2 separate regions of the Triticum aestivum genome follow, and region 1 is linked to region 2. A link is a contact called in public Hi-C data. All regions are on one chromosome and are shown on one strand. The core of a region is the stretch at or near the end of the contact, and the rest is flanking DNA. Distances in the headings are between cores, read along the strand shown. Region 1 holds the start of LOC123068360 (cyclin-dependent kinase inhibitor 1C). Region 2 holds the start of LOC123064486.

Region 1 (5,004 bases), core at 2,081-4,580, 160 kb after region 2:
AGCCTTATTCTTCATCAGTGGTTGAACTTTCGCATTAGATGTTTGTTCGTCTCTAACTTTCCCGAAGCCGCAGTTGATAAGAGACAACATCACTAGCTAACTACTACCCATTTATTCCATTTTATATGATGTGTTCAGTTTTCTCAAAAGTCAAGCATTTTCATCATTGACCAAATTTATGGGAAACATCGTTAACAGTACCATTAGGTACAACATGAATTTTTTTCTTATCTTGTTTATTTTATGGCGTAAATACCAATAGTTTTTTCTATGAATTTGATTGGAATTTGAAAGATTGAATTTTGAGATATTGATACACCTTCTAAAAAGTAATAGGGGTAGTACGCAAACCTTTTCTCTGGCTAACCCGGACAATGATATGAAATAATTGCAGAAGGAAAACAATGTTTGAAACAGACAAAATTACATGTCCATGTTTCATAAGTTCTATTTATTTTAAATCATCTGCAATTTCGGTCTCCTTTTTTTGCAAATAGCAATATAGGACTTTCATCATAATGAATTTCATTTGGCTGATGCCACTACTTCAAAAGTTCATACTATCGTCATCGCTTTAAATGGGAGTGGGTCAACCAAAGCAACGGCTTTAATAAGATCCTAATTTTCGCAACAACAAAGAATCCTGATTTTCTCGTTCTTGTTTTCATTTTGAGAGATGGTGGAAGGTTAAGTAGATATACATATTTTCCATTTTAATTTAAAGCTCTGGCGTAACGGACCATCAAGATCGTAATTAGAAATATGGGACGTGAAGTTTCTACACCCAGGAGCAAATGCTCCTGGTGTGAACAGTAAAAATGTTGACAAAACATTCAGAAAATTCAGTTTTTTGTGTGTGGCATACTTTCACAAATGTTTGTTGTGCATGCAAAATTTCATCGCAAAATCACACTGGTGGAAGGCGTGGTAAAAAACAAAAACAAAAGCATTTTGGAGCTCTGATTTGTTTTTTTGGCACGACTTCCACCAATGTGATCTCGGGATGAAACTTTGCATGCACAACAAACATTTGTGAAAATACTCCCTCCGTTTTTATTTAGTCCGCATATTAGCTTTGGTCAAAGTCAAGCTTTCTAAACTTTGACCAAATTTATAAATAAAAATATTAACATATACAATAACAAACCAATACTATTAGATTTATTATTGAATGTACTTTCACATCATATATATTAGTTACGATAAATGTTTATATTTTTTTCCTATAAACTTGGTCAAACTAGATGAAGTTTGATTTCAGTCAACTCTAATATGCAGAGTAAATAAAAACGGAGGGAATATGTCACAGAAAAAATTCAGAATTTTTTGAATTCTTCCATTTTTTTTTTGATTTTACGGTTCACACCAGGAGCATTTGTTACTAGGTGTATTTTCAGGAAATATGGCCTTATTCTAATGTCCACCGAGAGATAATGAGCCGCTGGCTACAGTAGCTCGACGGGCTTCCTCCAGTCCGTCCGATCCAGGAACAGTACCAGAAAAACTTGAGTGTACTGAAAATACATTGAAGGGCCTTTATGACAGCCGGCCGGACAGTGTCTGCAGTCACAGGTCGATCCATGGAGGCAGGTTGGCAATTGCCCAACCATTTTCAAGTTCATTTAGCCACAGCATCGTGTACCCAGTTGTGGCAACGATGCTACGACGATTCACATAAAAATGTCTGTCTGTCCGCTCCACCTGTGAACACGGCGTAGTAAATGATACCTTCAGAGTTCAGACCGCTTTTTTCTAGACAGCTGCTGAAACAGCAGACACAGCGCAACAATGAAAGCGGAGCAGAGCGGGGTTAGCCCCACGTCCCGGCATCCGGCCGACCTGAAGGAAAGGTACGTGGCGCCGGAGGAGGAAGTTGCGGTGCGCCGATCGATCGATCGGTGGTTCAATTGGGATCCAACCACCAGCGCATCGCGCGCACACCCCATGTGCCACGCCCGGCGTCGGCCGGTGGCTGCGCCGTGCATGCGCCACGCGTGGAGCGGCCAGTTGAGAGCAACGAACCACCGCTCTCGAGGCGAGATCTCGCGCGCCAACAGATGCAGATTCAGATCTTCTCCTTCCCCTGGCCTTCCCCTAGGTGGCCATTATTGGCTCCCCGATGTTACTTGCGACTGCAAACTCCGGCCGGCCGCACGGGACGCACGGCATGTGGTGGCCTGGACTGGCCTCCTGCTCTCGAGCGATCGGATCCAACCACCTCCCCAACAGACCCTGCCTGCCGGCACCGCCTCGTGTCAACCGAGATCGTACTACCACGTTGCCCTGCCCGGCCTTCCCAACGGAACCGACAGTCGGGACATGACCGGTGGCTAATTAGACCTGGCCGAGTCCTCGTACATGGCCAGATCATTATGGCATCATGCGGGGGCGTGATCACCACCAGCGGCGTCACCCGCAAGTTGGATGAATCGAACCACTTGACAAAGAAAACTGGGCGCAGCCAGCCGAACGAACGTACGAAGGTTTTCTTTCTTCTTCTCTGTAATAAAGAAAAGAAAAGGATCCGTGACCGTCCGGTGCGTAGAGTACGGCCGAGGGAGAGAGGGGCAAGGCGGGCGGGGCGGCCATTGACGGGGTTCTCGGTCGCGGGGGCTGCCCGCCCTTTGGTGCGTCGCAGGGGGACGAAAGGGCAACGCCGTGTACCGGATCGGCATCGGCGGAACGCTGCGGCGGCCGTTGTGCGTGTAGAACCAGCGGAGCGAAGACCGTCCACATGCGCCGCGTCACCGAGTCAGTCCCGTGCTGCCGCCGCTTTAGTCATTCGCACGTCGCCGGCCGCCTGCCTTTCCTTTCTTTACCCAGAAACAAAATCGTGGATCACAGGCAAAGCTCGCCGGCCTAATTTATTCCCGTAGCCAGCATAGCTAGATCAGGCTTTCGTTTCGTTCCTCAAGGGAATTTACCCCATCCATCAGACGCTGCAGGACTGGACTGGAGCATTTTTCCTTCCCCATCGTGGCGTGGCTGCTTTGATTGCAGCCTTTGTACTTTACCCCGCAGCGGTCGAGCCCTGCAGGGCAAAGTTTGATCCCATCCCAACCGGCCAAACTCCCCTGCTCCGGGAACACCATGCTTTCAACTCGTGTGAGACCTCCACCGCCCGAATATAGAGGTAATAGCACCCCAGGTACCCTAACTTGCACAGGATGTGATGATCTAGTCCCAAACTTGCAAAACTTGATCAAGCCATACCTCAACTTGCATCTCATGTGATGTTTTAGTCCCAGGCCAATCACAGTGCGCCAATTGGCTGGGCCGGTCAGCGCGCGCAGTTTTGCACAAAAGCCCCTGCCGTTTGCCTAATTCAACCCGCGCCGCCTGCTCCCCTCGGCCGCCCGCAGCTCCTCGCTCCGCAGGCTCGCGCCGCCGCCGCCGCCCTCTCCGTCGGCCCCGCAGCTTCCTCGTCACGCGCCGAGCGCGGCCGCTGGAGCCGATGGCAAAGCTGGTGCCGCCCCTCCCGGCGTCGTCGCGCGCCTCATGGGCCTCGAGTCCCGGCCCGCCGCCCCCGGCGCGGCCGCGGCCGCGCCGCTCAGGCCGCAGAAGCAGACGAAGGTGGAGGCGTCGGCGGGGGGAGGAGACAATGAGCCGGCGCCGGTGGTCGTGATGCTGCCGCCGAGCCGGCGCCCCCCCCCGCGCCCGGCTCGCCCACGCACGCGCCGTGGAGCCACCACAGTGCCGACCTGCCGGCGAGGAGCCCCAAGCGGAGCCGCCTCGTGCACGCCACCGCGTCGAGGCTGCTGGAGCCGGGCGCGCGCGCGAGCTCGAGGGCCGGCGCCAGGCTGCAGGCCATCGCGTACGCCTGCTCCTCGCCGCAGCACCGCGGCCACCCCGGCGCCCCGCAGCAGAGCTGGGGCACGCCAGGCTGCAGACCAGACGAACTATTCCGACTTATCGGCTCCTGTCAATAATGCTGAGACTATATACAATTCCAATGATCAATCACCTGAGTTTCACAAGAGCTATCAGGTCAGTTTTGACGTTGCCCTACTGCTTCATTTTGTCAACCTTTTATATCTCTTACTTATGTTTACTTCAGCAATATTGATCAGTCAATCATGAAATTACCTCTTTGATAGTATGTCCATACGATGAAATTGTAGTGCTTATACTTATCACTTTGTCTAATGGTAGAGACTGCTAAGGAAGCACTTACATGAATCCATGCCTGGTACATTTTGTTTTACTGTATCATCTCCCCTTGCTTCCCTTCGGTAATTTCATTTCTGTGCAATGGTTTTTACTCGTTTGGATCTCTCTTTTTGATCAGCATGCACCGAGGGAGGCAGTACCGCCAATGTTCACCAGCTACGCCTTCTTCTTCTTTAGACGGAACGGAACACAACCATCTTACGGAATGCTGTTACAAAAAAACTGTACTGCAAAAAAACCCATTCTAGTTTCGTAACATGGATGGATCTGCCGTCTGCGCTATGTTACGGCAGTGAAGCTTCCGTCCTGCAGCTACCACAAAGACAAGTTTGTGACATGAAATTCTAGTTACAAACTTCCATCTTGAGTGACACCATCTTACGATTTGGATCTCAACCATCCACTGTTGCTACAAACACAAGGGATTCAGCGAAACACAACATCTGTTCACTACTACTTCGGTTACTCTGAATCTTTGACGAATAACTGCAAGCAGAAGACTATGAGCAGACGGTTTACTGCACGGAGGGAAAGCGGAGCAGAACTGGTCTTTGCAACTCATCAAACAGGCCTCGCAAGGGTTATTACAAATAAACTCCTTTCAACGGACCGCAAAAAATTTCAGTGTGGATTCATTCAGCTAGAGCATCATTTCGTATTCAACGATTTCTTCACACCCCGAAGGGCACCCCACATGACAGTTGATACAATGAAGAGGAGCACCCCGGTGCCAATGGCGTACTTCAGACCGAGGTTCATGAGCAAGTTTACCAGCAACCCCGCGAGAACCACTCCCACGAAGTTGGCGGACAAGCCTGACCAGAACGGCATGCC
Region 2 (4,769 bases), core at 2,064-4,563:
TCATCCTCCTCGGCACCAGGACTCCCACAATCTTCTTGTTGGTGATGAACAGGAATCTCTAGAGAGTACTGATCGAAAAGCTTTTGGATTGCTTTCTTTAATTTAAGCATCCATTTATTGGCTTCAATTTCACTTCCAAAGTCTTTTAACATATATTCAAGTAGATCAAACTTAAACCTTGGATCAAATACAACCGGAACACAAATCGACTTGTAGGACTTCTTCCAATACTTCTCTAACTTTATTTCCATTTGCTGCACCATATGCGCAATGATGGTGTTCTTACTTGATGACTCTCTCTTCAAGATCTTCTTAATCTTACATAGCCGGGGGAAGTAGAGATGACTAGTCGGATACTTAGATCCAAAGAGAAGTTTGGTTGCTGTGTAAAATCCTTTTAGCAATTTGCATGCAGATTCAGCCATTTTCCATTCAATAGGTGTTGGACAAAACTCGTACTCCTTGTCTTGCTGCCCTAAGGCATCAAATGCACTTCTAAATGGTATAGCTGATTCAAGCATCAAATATGTGGAATTCCAACGAGTTTGTACATCTACAGAAGGCTGCCTAACAAAACAACACCCCACTTGATTGATTATCCTCAATCAAATTTTTCTCCAAGAGCTGGAGACCCTCAAAATCTACATCAACAACCCTCCTCTCCTCTGGTTTAGAGGCCTCCAGAGACTTCTTATTTTCTTGCACCTTCTCATAATCTTCAAGGGTCATCTCCTGCTCCAAAGTAACGCAACAGTAAAAAGCTTGAAAAACAGCTAAAAGTGAGGAAAGTGTAGGAAAGTACAATTTTGTCTTGTTCAATGGGAGCCTCCTGCTCTTTCTCAGCAGCGGTCCCATTAGAGTCTTCCTTCTTAGGCTGTTGCTTCTTCAGCTTCCTCTTGGCAGAGCCACTGAGGCACTTGGTCTTGTCAGATTCAGAAGCAAGGACGGCTTCAACAGCATTCTCAGCAGGGGCTTCATGGACAGCAGCTATCTTCTTCTTCTTCTTGGAGCCAGACCTTGGGAGTTCATGCCCAGGTCGCTTCTTGCGAGCCTCGCCGGTGAGGGCCATGGTGGAGGTTGACGGCGGCATTGGGGCTGGCATGGAGGATATGGACAACTGCACTGGTCCGATCGTAGGGGAGTTGGAGGGATGCGCCGGTCCCGCCGTGGTGGAGTTGGACAGCTGCGCTAGTCTGGCCGTGGAAGAGTTGGACGGCGGCGCTGGTGCAGCTGTGGGGGAAGTGTACGACGGCGTTGGTGCGACGACGTTGGAGGTGGAAGGCGGCGCTGCGGCGTCCACGGAGATGATGGATGGCGGCGCAATCTGACAGAAGGTTAAATGACTAGATATGTCAAAAGGAAGTAGAACAAACACCATATTTATATCAGAGAAAACATTACAGATTACACAAAATAAAAACTGCTATATCCTGGAAGGGCCCGGAAGCACGTCTCTTCTCCCGTGAACACAATAAAGCTATTTAGTTAAGAAGTCAGCATCAATCAACACTGATGCTGTTTCACAATAGTAGTAAGAGAAGATAACGATACGGTTTACCGTTTGGAAACTCCAGCTTGTTTCATATGAGACAAGATATAGGCACATCCAAAGGTACACCTTTCTTTTGTGGCTTGCATTTCAGTTAAGTCTATCTGAACTTATCTATTTTACAGTATTTGAAGTTTCCAAATATCAGGCACATCCAAAGATAAAGAGAAGTTAAATTTTGAACAGATCAAGAATGGCAAGGAATTGCTTCCAGAACAATGACACAATGAACCGCAATGTAAACCGCAATGTCGATAAAGCTGAGCTTCCAAATACTAGCCAATAAGGTACTATACTGGCTGCTTATAAAAGGCTCTTACTCCGTCAGTGCGATGGCACTAAGCAGCAGTACATGAAATTTACTGAAACATCTCCGTCCCTACTCCTCGGCAGCAAGAGTTTCAAGTATTTTGATTATTATTACTCCAGTTTGGTGCCCTGCGTCATTTCTATCTTTCAGAATGTATAAGATGGAATGCTACTGTTAATTCATCACTGATATATATTCATGGATTCATGGATTCAAAAAATGTTTGCAAATTAAATAAGTTCCCAAATTCAAAAAATGTTCACAAACTTAAAAAATCATGGGAGCTTAGTATCTCTATAGATGGAACTCATAGATATCTTTTTCACTCTAGCATTCTCCAATTATGCACGCATTCAGATTAGATTAAATCATACAGTATCACATATGTAGTCAACCGAGCATTGACATTTTCTTTTCCTTACGACCCCAGACGACCAGCATTGACATACAGTAGCAATGGATAAGGAGACTGGATTCTTTTGAAGTACATTAATATCGTTGTGACATTGTTTAATTTGCTATCGCTAGGTAATCATTTAGCAAAGGCGTCAAGCCACTAGCTAGCTACAACATCTTGGACTGAAGAATTGAACTCCTCCACTGCAGCACTGCCTCACTCCATTACTCTATTATCTCAAAAGGAAAAGCAAACACAATTATTGATGTGCATTCTACAAGCCCAAACTCATCTAAGACATGGTCACCTCTCTCATCTAATGAATCATCAGTTTCCTGCTGCTTGAAGGACATACAATTGGCCTCAACCTGGTGGTTTCGTCAGTAGGGCGAGAACTAAATGAGAACTGAAAGATAACATTTAGGATAAGAAGTTGAGATGATGACCGGCTGAAGTTGAGCACCATGCTTCAGTAGGCCAAGAAGGCAAGAACACATGTGGCAATTTACAGATCCACACTGTTTCGGAAGCAAATACAGGCGACAGAGATCCACTAGATTCACAGTAAAATTAAGATTGAAAGGATTGCATCTTCAGCCGGTCTCACAAGGCCAGATCTCAAGGGGATAACCGGATAGCTACCTTGGCAGGTTCTTCTTGGACAGCAAGAATCTTCTTCTTCTTGCAGGGAGGTCACTTCTTGCGAGCATCGCTGGTGACAGCCATGGTGGTGGCCGACGGCGGCGCCGCTGGGGCGGACATGGAGGAGGTGAATGGTTGCTCTGGTCCAGCAGTGGGGGGGTTGGAAGGCGGCGCTGGTACAGCCGTGGGGGAGGTGGACCGCGTCGCTGGTGCAGTTGTGGGAAAGGTGGACGGCGGCACTGATGCGGGTACGATGGAGGTCGAAGGCGGCGCTGGGGCGTCCATGGAGATGATGGATGTGGGCGTTGCGGCTTCTATGGGGTAGGTGGACGGCGGCGCTAGATCGGCCATTGGGAAGGTGGACGGCAGCGCTAAGCCGGCCATGGGGAAGCGGCAGCGGTGGCGTGCCTTATCCTAGCATCGTACGAAGAGGGGAACGAGGAAGACAGGAAGAGGGGAATTAAGTGGGTCATACGTGAAAAACGTGGGTCAGCCCACTTAGCCCACATTCTAAATCGCAGGTTACGCGGGCGTGCACGAGCACAAATTAAGTGGGTTTTTATGCGGGCGCGTGGACGACCCGTGTCCACTTGCAGCCTGACATCTGCTTTTCTCTTGTGCCAAAATAGCGCAAGTCAAACCGATAGGGTAGTAGTAGATATACTCATGTAAATGAAAAACACCCATGACAAAGTGAAAAGGAAAGGTAAAAAGCAGAGAAAAGAAAGAGGCGTCATGTGTCCAGCAGCCACAGCTTTGCACCACTCTCTCACGGATTGGACCGGATCGGCACGTTTCGGTGTCCGCGCTGCGCTGCACGCTCGCTTTTCCTCCGTCGCAACATTCAGCAGCCACCCAGAAGACACCTCGCTTGCAACTACTACAAGTGACATAAAGACATGGTTTATCTTCAAGCGCCAGCCAAGAAATAGTATCATACAGCTGCTGCCGTATTAGGACTTTAGGAGTGAGAGTGAGCAGGCGACGTAAATCAAGTGGTAAACTTGGCTAGCAATATCACTCAGTTTGAAATGGCAACGTAGTTGGAATTGTTCTTTCATTGCTAAGCAGGGAGGGAGAGAGAGAGAGAGAGAGAGAGAGATGGTATAATCCAAGAGTATGAGTATCAGTTGGTGTACCGGCTCCTCGGAACAAACTCTGTTTTGCTGTCTAGCAGGTTGATAATTTTTTCTTTCTTTATGTTATTAATATAGTTCCTTGTTGCAAGAGCGTCCAAGCTTGCCTCCTCTTGAAAAAATAATTCAGCAGGTCCATCGACCCCATCGGCGATGGGCGACGGCTGGCCTGCCCTTGGAGGGACATATTGTCACGCTCATCTTGACTAATCGCTGCTTTACAGCTAAGGATCAAGCTGTAAACCTAAATAGATTAGAAGGCATGTCCTGGGCGATTAGTACACGCTGCCATCTGCATAACATATGCATAAAGAGAAATATGCATATAAGTATAACAGGATGGGTCAGCAGATCGCTGCAGATCGGTCTGACTTTACAAAAACGATGATTGAGATACAAGCGGTCGGAATGATTTTTCTACGCCATGTCGTTGTCGACAAGTACAAGTGTGCAATTACATATGGAACATGTGTTGATGCGTTCTGTGTATGATCAGGGTCAGATGGCTAAGGAATCAACACACGCTGGTCCTCACAATCCTCTGGTCTAGAGTCTGGACTATTCAGACATGAGAAATATGCTTGCACAAGTTGGCGTCCATCCTTTGATGTCCCAGTTCGGTTGGCCAACGATCAACACGTACGCCCTGAATTTTTTTTCTTCGATGTGTCGCGCCTACCCGCGCCACGGCATGGCATCAATCTTTCCTTTATTGTTTTGCGATGCATCGATCGA

What was found. A called contact is a pair of places that touch in the nucleus more often than the background predicts.
Region 1: a contact with region 2 is called in a Hi-C map of leaf, with 8 times the contacts expected there. The contact joins the promoter of LOC123068360 here to the promoter of LOC123064486 in region 2. A contact is called at or near these places in 2 of 5 Hi-C or Micro-C datasets (both in leaf) and 1 of 1 datasets of contacts at active chromatin or transcription factors (leaf).

The regions. Positions count from the first base shown.
Region 1 is chr3B:26,731,611-26,736,614 of IWGSC CS RefSeq v2.1, forward strand. It overlaps LOC123068360 (cyclin-dependent kinase inhibitor 1C), which reads left to right and starts at 3,331. Exons shown (of 3, transcript XM_044490935.1): 1 at 3,331-3,987; 2 at 4,153-4,189; 3 at 4,289-5,004. The coding sequence starts at 3,499. The coding sequence ends at 4,347.
Region 2 is chr3B:26,568,481-26,573,249 of IWGSC CS RefSeq v2.1, forward strand. It overlaps LOC123064486, which reads right to left and starts at 3,314. Exons shown (of 3, transcript XM_044487963.1): 1 at 2,899-3,314; 2 at 803-1,324; 3 at 1-732. The coding sequence starts at 1,102. The coding sequence ends at 568.